Regions from separate parts of the Pan troglodytes genome. Here region 1 is linked to region 2. Evidence: chromatin contacts called from public Hi-C data. All regions are on one chromosome and are shown on one strand. The core of a region is the stretch at or near the end of the contact, and the rest is flanking DNA. Distances in the headings are between cores, read along the strand shown. Region 1 holds the start of CDC26 (cell division cycle 26). Region 2 overlaps RGS3 (regulator of G protein signaling 3).

The links. Hi-C and Micro-C count contacts between places; a contact is called where the count stands out from the background.
Region 1: a Hi-C map of stem cell-derived neural progenitor cells shows a contact between it and region 2, with 10 times the contacts expected there. The contact joins the promoter of CDC26 here to the enhancer-like site in region 2. A contact is called at or near these places in 1 of 7 Hi-C or Micro-C datasets (stem cell-derived neural progenitor cells) and 1 of 1 datasets of contacts at active chromatin or transcription factors (stem cell-derived excitatory neurons).

What each region holds. Positions count from the first base shown.
Region 1 is chr11:25,168,915-25,171,909 of NHGRI_mPanTro3-v2.0_pri, reverse strand. It overlaps CDC26 (cell division cycle 26), which reads right to left and starts at 1,499. Exons shown (of 4, transcript XM_003312239.5): 1 at 1,361-1,499. It overlaps PRPF4 (pre-mRNA splicing tri-snRNP complex factor PRPF4), which reads left to right and starts at 1,564. Exons shown (of 14, transcript XM_009457111.5): 1 at 1,564-1,748; 2 at 2,523-2,703. The coding sequence starts at 1,722.
Region 2 is chr11:24,851,428-24,854,497 of NHGRI_mPanTro3-v2.0_pri, reverse strand. It overlaps RGS3 (regulator of G protein signaling 3), which reads left to right. Exons shown (of 22, transcript XM_063787573.1): 19 at 1,826-1,927; 20 at 2,314-2,375; 21 at 2,994-3,070. Among named protein-coding and RNA genes, the nearest start is that of RGS3, 130 kb to the left of the region's middle. Within about 2 kb of position 1,352, at least 16 of the 24 cell types and tissues checked have an H3K27ac peak or open chromatin away from gene starts, as enhancers often do. A contact at or near this core is called in stem cell-derived neural progenitor cells, where this site is marked.

The sequences.
Region 1 (2,995 bases), core at 250-2,749, 320 kb before region 2:
CAGTAAATGTTTGTTGACTAAAAGGTGAGATCATTCTTGAGCACCGTGCTGTTTTTCCATTCCCATTCTTTACATTCTTATTTTAACACAAAAACCCTGTGAAGTTGACAAAATGATTCCTATTTCACACATAAAGAAGTCATCGAAGCAAGCTGTTCAGTTTGGTTAATAATTTTAGCCTCCTATAAAAATTATAAAGGCCAACATGATAAGCATTAAGTGAAAATGATGGAAGTGAAAACTCCTTGAAAGTATGTACAGATACAAATTATTACACGTATCTAGGATGAAACTAAGGACTGTGAAGTATACAAAGGAAGAAATAGTTCCTTCTCCCATGAAGCTTAGGATACTACAGGTGATATTATCAACACAAAACACTGGCACATTACATTTCAAATTCCTTTGTACTAAATCAGGCATTATCTTCTACCAGATTCCAATGCAGACAAATGGTAGAGAAAGCCAAAGTTCCAAAGAGGGAAAGAGAGGGATAGGGATACCTAAAAGGGGGGAAAAAAAAATCTATACATTTTACCTTTTCTGCAAACTGCAAAAAACTGGCCACTAGGGAGCAGTATAGATTAACAGTTAAAAGTGCTGGCTGTAGAGGTTAAAGGGCACAGGTTTTAATCCCACTACACCACCGATCCTGAACAATTCGTTTCATTTCTCACTAGACCTTAGTTCCCTCATCTGTATCCTACTCTGCTGTTGTAGGAAGTCAATAACGTAATACACAGTAAGCTCTTGGAATATTATTTGGCATTTAATAAATGTTCAATAAATAACATCTATTATTGCTGTAATTGTTCTAGGGGGTTGCATGAGGATCTGGCCAGCTAGGGAAACGTCAATATTTTGAGGATCTCCCACCGCCCATGTGGGGATAAAAACCTTATCCTGTTCGTCTCTAATGCCCCAGCATCCAGCAGGGCAGAGAGACGTACAGAGTTACCTGACACCTTCCTATCCATCATCTTACTCTCAATCTGATACAAAGACCAGGCTGAAGACAAATCAACAAAATCAGGCCGAAGCTCCTCCGCCGGGTCTTTATTTGACTTTGGCACTAGCGGGCTCTTCTAGCTTAATCTCTCGCCGCAGCCCAAATCCACCGCCGAGCCATCAAGCTCAGAGGGGGAGCCTGGGAAGACTTCCGGACCATGGAGGAGAACAGTCCTCGTCCCCTAGCTCCAGGCCTGTACCTCGGAGCCCAGGCAAGGGTTTCTATGGTAACATGGTCCTCGGCTCCAAGAAGACGTAAACGCCCCCGTACGCCCTGGGGGCACAGCGGACCCCGGAAGCCCTTGACTCGCTCCAGAGTTCAGCCCCGAGCCGCGCGAGTCGACTCACCTACCTCTTTTCAAGCCGGCCTAGCCCCTTCCCGGAACCTCGGCTCCCCCCCACGAAACTACTGCTAAGCCAACTGGACTACACTTCCCAGACTGCTTGGAGCCTCTCTCTCCGCAGAACCTCGTCTTCCGCGAGCTTTTCCTGGAGGTTCTAGGCGGGATGCCCCTCAATGCCACGACGCCATTTCCTACTACGACTTCCATCATGCTCCGCGCCGCTCCGGGGGCGGTGACCCCTCTTGGCCCACGTCCTGTCAGTGACGCACTTCCTGTCAGTGACGCACTTCCCCTCTGCTGGGCGCGCGGTGGACGGTCTGAAAGGGAGTGTTCGGATTTCGCTGGGGCCTCGCGGCTCCAGAGCCCAGCATGGCTTCCTCCCGAGCCTCCTCCACGGTACAGAGCCCGGGATCCCAGCTCACTCTGGCAGGGAGCGCTAAGGGGGAAGGGGATCTCTGCGGGAAGGGGCCGTTAAGGAGCGGGAGAAGGCGGTGGAGGGCTGAGGAGGAAGGCTGCGGGACTCAGTGGTGTCCTACACAGCGGACCACCGTTTTCCTGATCCCTAAGCGCTTTCGTGGACTGTAGCTTATTTGCACCTCTCCCACTACAGCCCCAAAGGGCAAGCATCTCTTCCGACTCATCCAGTAACGGTGCTCTGAAATAGGGAAGTGTCTTGGCCAAGGTTTATGCCTTTGGCAGATCTCAGAATTTTAATGAGACCTACTAACTCCTACTACCTCACGTCTAGGAACGTTTGAAATGTATACACTTGTAATGTTGTAACTTGTTATCCTTTAGCACCGCGTTGGTTATTTCATCTATCCTTAGTATTTCCCCAGTGATAAGCAGTAATCCGGGAAGCATAAAACACGAGATTGAACACTTCCAACGGAATGAAGTAAACAGATTCCAGAGCAAACCTTTCATAGGAAAATACCCGAGAGAACCTCACTAGTTTTATTAATCCCGTCAACCAAAGTGAGGGACTGAAACACCCTCACCCTACCCTCACCTCCTCAAATCAATGAAGAACGTCTTAAGTAGTGTCCAATTTGTCCTTTCAATTACGGAGGAAATAGGACTGTGAAACTCAGGGTGAGCTTCATCCTCTGGTGAATTCCGGTAAATTGCCAAGATTAAACCTTAGTTTAATCCAGATCTTTGATTTAGCAGGCAACCAAAACTAAAGCACCCGACGACTTAGTTGCTCCGGTCGTGAAGAAACCACACATCTATTATGGAAGTTTGGAAGAGAAGGAGAGGGAGCGTCTGGCCAAAGGAGAGTCTGGGATTTTGGGGAAAGACGGACTTAAAGCAGGGATCGAAGCTGGAAATATTAATATAACCTCTGGTAAGATGCAAATTGTGAGCCCATCTTTACCTCTTTGTGTAATGAATACCTTTCTAAACTTAAATACCACCAGTTTTATAATGTCAAAAAATTACAATTTTTTTTTTTTTTTTAAGACAGAGTCTCGCTCTGTCGCCAGGCTGGAGTGCAGTGGCGCGATCTTGGCTCACTGCAACCTCCGCCTCCCGGGTTCAAGCAGTTCTCCTGCTTCAGCCTCCCGAGTAGCTGGGATTACAGGCGCACACCACCACGCCCGGCTAATTTTTGTATATTTAGTAGATATGGGGTTTCA
Region 2 (3,070 bases), core at 103-2,602:
CCTCCCAAGTAGCTGCGATTACAGGTGTGTGCCATCACACCCAGCAAATTTTTTTTTGTACTTTTAGTAGAGATGGGGGTTTTGCCATGTTGGCCAGGCTGTTCTCAAACTCCTGGCCTCAAGTGATCTTCCCGCCTCGGCCTCCCAAAGTGCTGGGATTACAGACATGAGCCACCATGCCTGGCCTCTGAAGGTCATACTCTTAAAAGCTTAGACGAAGAGTCTTAGAACATCTACGGTAATAATAAGAATAACCATTAATGTTTATTATGCCAGGCACTGTTCTGTGTGTATTTCATATGTAATCTAATTTAATCTTTACCACTACTTTTATTTTCCGTTCCGTTCTTTCTTATTGACCTTACCCTTATTTTACACATGAATAAACTACTGTGCAAAGAGGCTACGTTACGTGGCAAGAAAGTGGTGGGGTTGGGACCTGGAGACCTGGCCTGCTGGCTTCTGTTTGAGGAACCAGCTTGACAGAGAAAAAACCTTGATAGGAAACTTGAGAGGTCAGGAAACGTGTCAAAGGGCACACAGCTGGTAACTGCTGGAGCTGGGATTTGAACCCAAGACTAGCTCCAGAGCCTGGGCTCAGCCTCCCCTGCAGGACTCTCCTTCATTAGACAGGGTGTCTAGGTCTTAGTGCCATTTTAAGCTTGAATAGCATCAGAAGTATAAATGCTTCAAACTTACCAAACCCCCTTGAAAGTTTAATTATTTAAATTTCTTTTGCACGTCTTTAGTTATGTGATTTTTGAATAATCAATTTTTCATTTTCATTTTTGGTTTGAGTCAGCATTTTCCATCTTTGGGAGGATGGAGACCAAAACTTAAAGTGAAACATTTATTATTCGAAAATCACAAAACCATGCACACAGCTTTAAATAATTAACTTTAAAATGGTGTTTTTGTAAATTTATAGGACTTGTACTTCTGAAGTTATTCAGGCTTAAAACTACTAAGATGTTGGGGTCCTGCTGTATATTCATGACTGGATGTTGCCAATGCAGGTGACTGAGGCTGAGAGGCCGGCTGGCAGGAGCCATTCTCTGGGAGGCGCCCTGTACAGGGGGTCTAGGGAAAAGAGGGGTGAACATGAGCAAGAGGCATTTAACTCCTTTCTTGCCAGCAGTTTCACCCAGTGCTGAATTCTGCTGCCTCCTTGGGGACCGGCAAGGCTAAAAATGGTTCTTGGCTAAAAATAGCCAGTCCTGCCACCCCGGTGGGCAGTGCCTCCCCTGGCTCCCTCCTTCCCTTTCAGCAATTTGCTGACTTGTCCCCCACCCCCCACCACTGTCGCCCTGCTGCCATGGTAACGAGGAGGCCAGTCACAAATAGCTGGGACTGGCTTCCTGCCGGGGCGGCCCCAGAGGCTGTCCCTTGCAGACACATGCCCCTTTCACGGCTCCCTCTCAGGGTTGGCCAGAAGGAATTTTTTTTTCCGCTCCCCCTCCTGGTCCCTCCCATTTCCTGGCTCCTCCTGTCTGAGTCCCAGCCCCGGCTTGTGCCCGGGAGTCCAGTCATCAGGCCAGGATTCCAGAGAGCGTGTGTGGCTGCAGCCTGCACCGTTGCTGCCTGCTGCCCAGGACGCGGGGTGGGGGACAGGAGCCAGAGTGGTGCCTCCTGCAGACCAATCTGCGGCCCCAAGGTGGGGGGCCCTACAGAGATGCTCCGAGGCATGTACCTCACTCGCAACGGGAACCTGCAGAGGCGACACACGATGAAGGAGTAGGTGCCCTCGACCCAGCTCTCCCGACTCTGGATTTGCAGGGGCGAGTGGGCCAGGCTGAGCAACCCTCTTTTCTGCTTCTGTCCCCAGAGCCAAGGACATGAAGAACAAGCTGGGGATCTTCAGACGGCGGAATGAGTCCCCTGGAGCCCCTCCCGCGGGCAAGGCAGACAAAATGATGAAGTCATTCAAGTAGGTCCTCCCTGGCACCCTGGGACCCTTTGGGGAACTCACTGGCTCCCCGGGGAGTAGGACTGAGTGGTAGGGTTGAGGGGAAGGGGCCTGCCGGCTTGATCCAGCTCTGGGGAGACAGGCTTTCACAGAGGGAGCTGGGTACCTGGCAAGCAGCTACCCTCACAGGGAGCAGCTGCCCTAGGGGGAAGGCTAGGTGGGGTGGAGATGGGGGCTGGAAGGGACCCTGGCCCCGGGAAAGAGGGTGGCCCTCCTTCCTGGGCGCCCCAGCTGGGCTCAGCTGCAGACTGGGCCCAGGGCAGTAAACAAAGGCCGCCTGGCCCAGCTTCCCCCAAGGTTCCCAAGCCTCTCAGTGCCCTCACTGTGTTTCCTCCCTCACCCCTCAGGCCCACCTCAGAGGAAGCCCTCAAGTGGGGCGAGTCCTTGGAGAAGCTGCTGGTTCACAAATGTAAGTTGGGCCTGCCTGCCCACTCCCTGTGCCCTCTCTCCCTCTCCCCTTCGCCCCCATCCAGACCCTGTGTAGCTGGTGCTAGAGAGGCCGCCTTCCCTCTCCTCGACCGTCAGGGTGTCCTTGCTGTTGCGGAGGGGCTGAGCCCAAGCTGAGGCCCTTGGTCTGGCCTTGGAGCCAGCTTCTGCCAGCCCCTCCCCATCCATGTGAGCTGGCACTGCCTGCCGGAGGCCCGTGGGACCTGTGTGCTCAGATCCATATTCCCAGAATAAGAATAAACATTTCTACGTACTGAGGGCTTTCACGGCGCCAAATATGCCTGCCATCTCATGGGCAGGGTCCCATCGGCTCCTCCCAGGGCTCTGGGAGACAGAATCGATAGTCCCCATTTCACAGATGAAGACACTGAGGCATAGAGAGGGGGAGACCCCACTGAGACCCTGAAAGAGGCAGTGGCAGGGCTGGGGCCACATCCCAGGGCTCCTGGCTGTCGGGGACGGGCATTGTACTCAGCTCCCAGCACGCCCATCTTCAAAGTCCTGTAGGAGTAAGCTGGGGCATCTTAAGGGCAGGAGAGGCTGACTTTGCCTCTTACCCCAGGATCTGTTCTCCTCACAGACGGGTTAGCAGTGTTCCAAGCCTTCCTTCGCACTGAGTTCAGCGAGGAGAATCTGGAGTTCTGGTTGGCTTGTGAG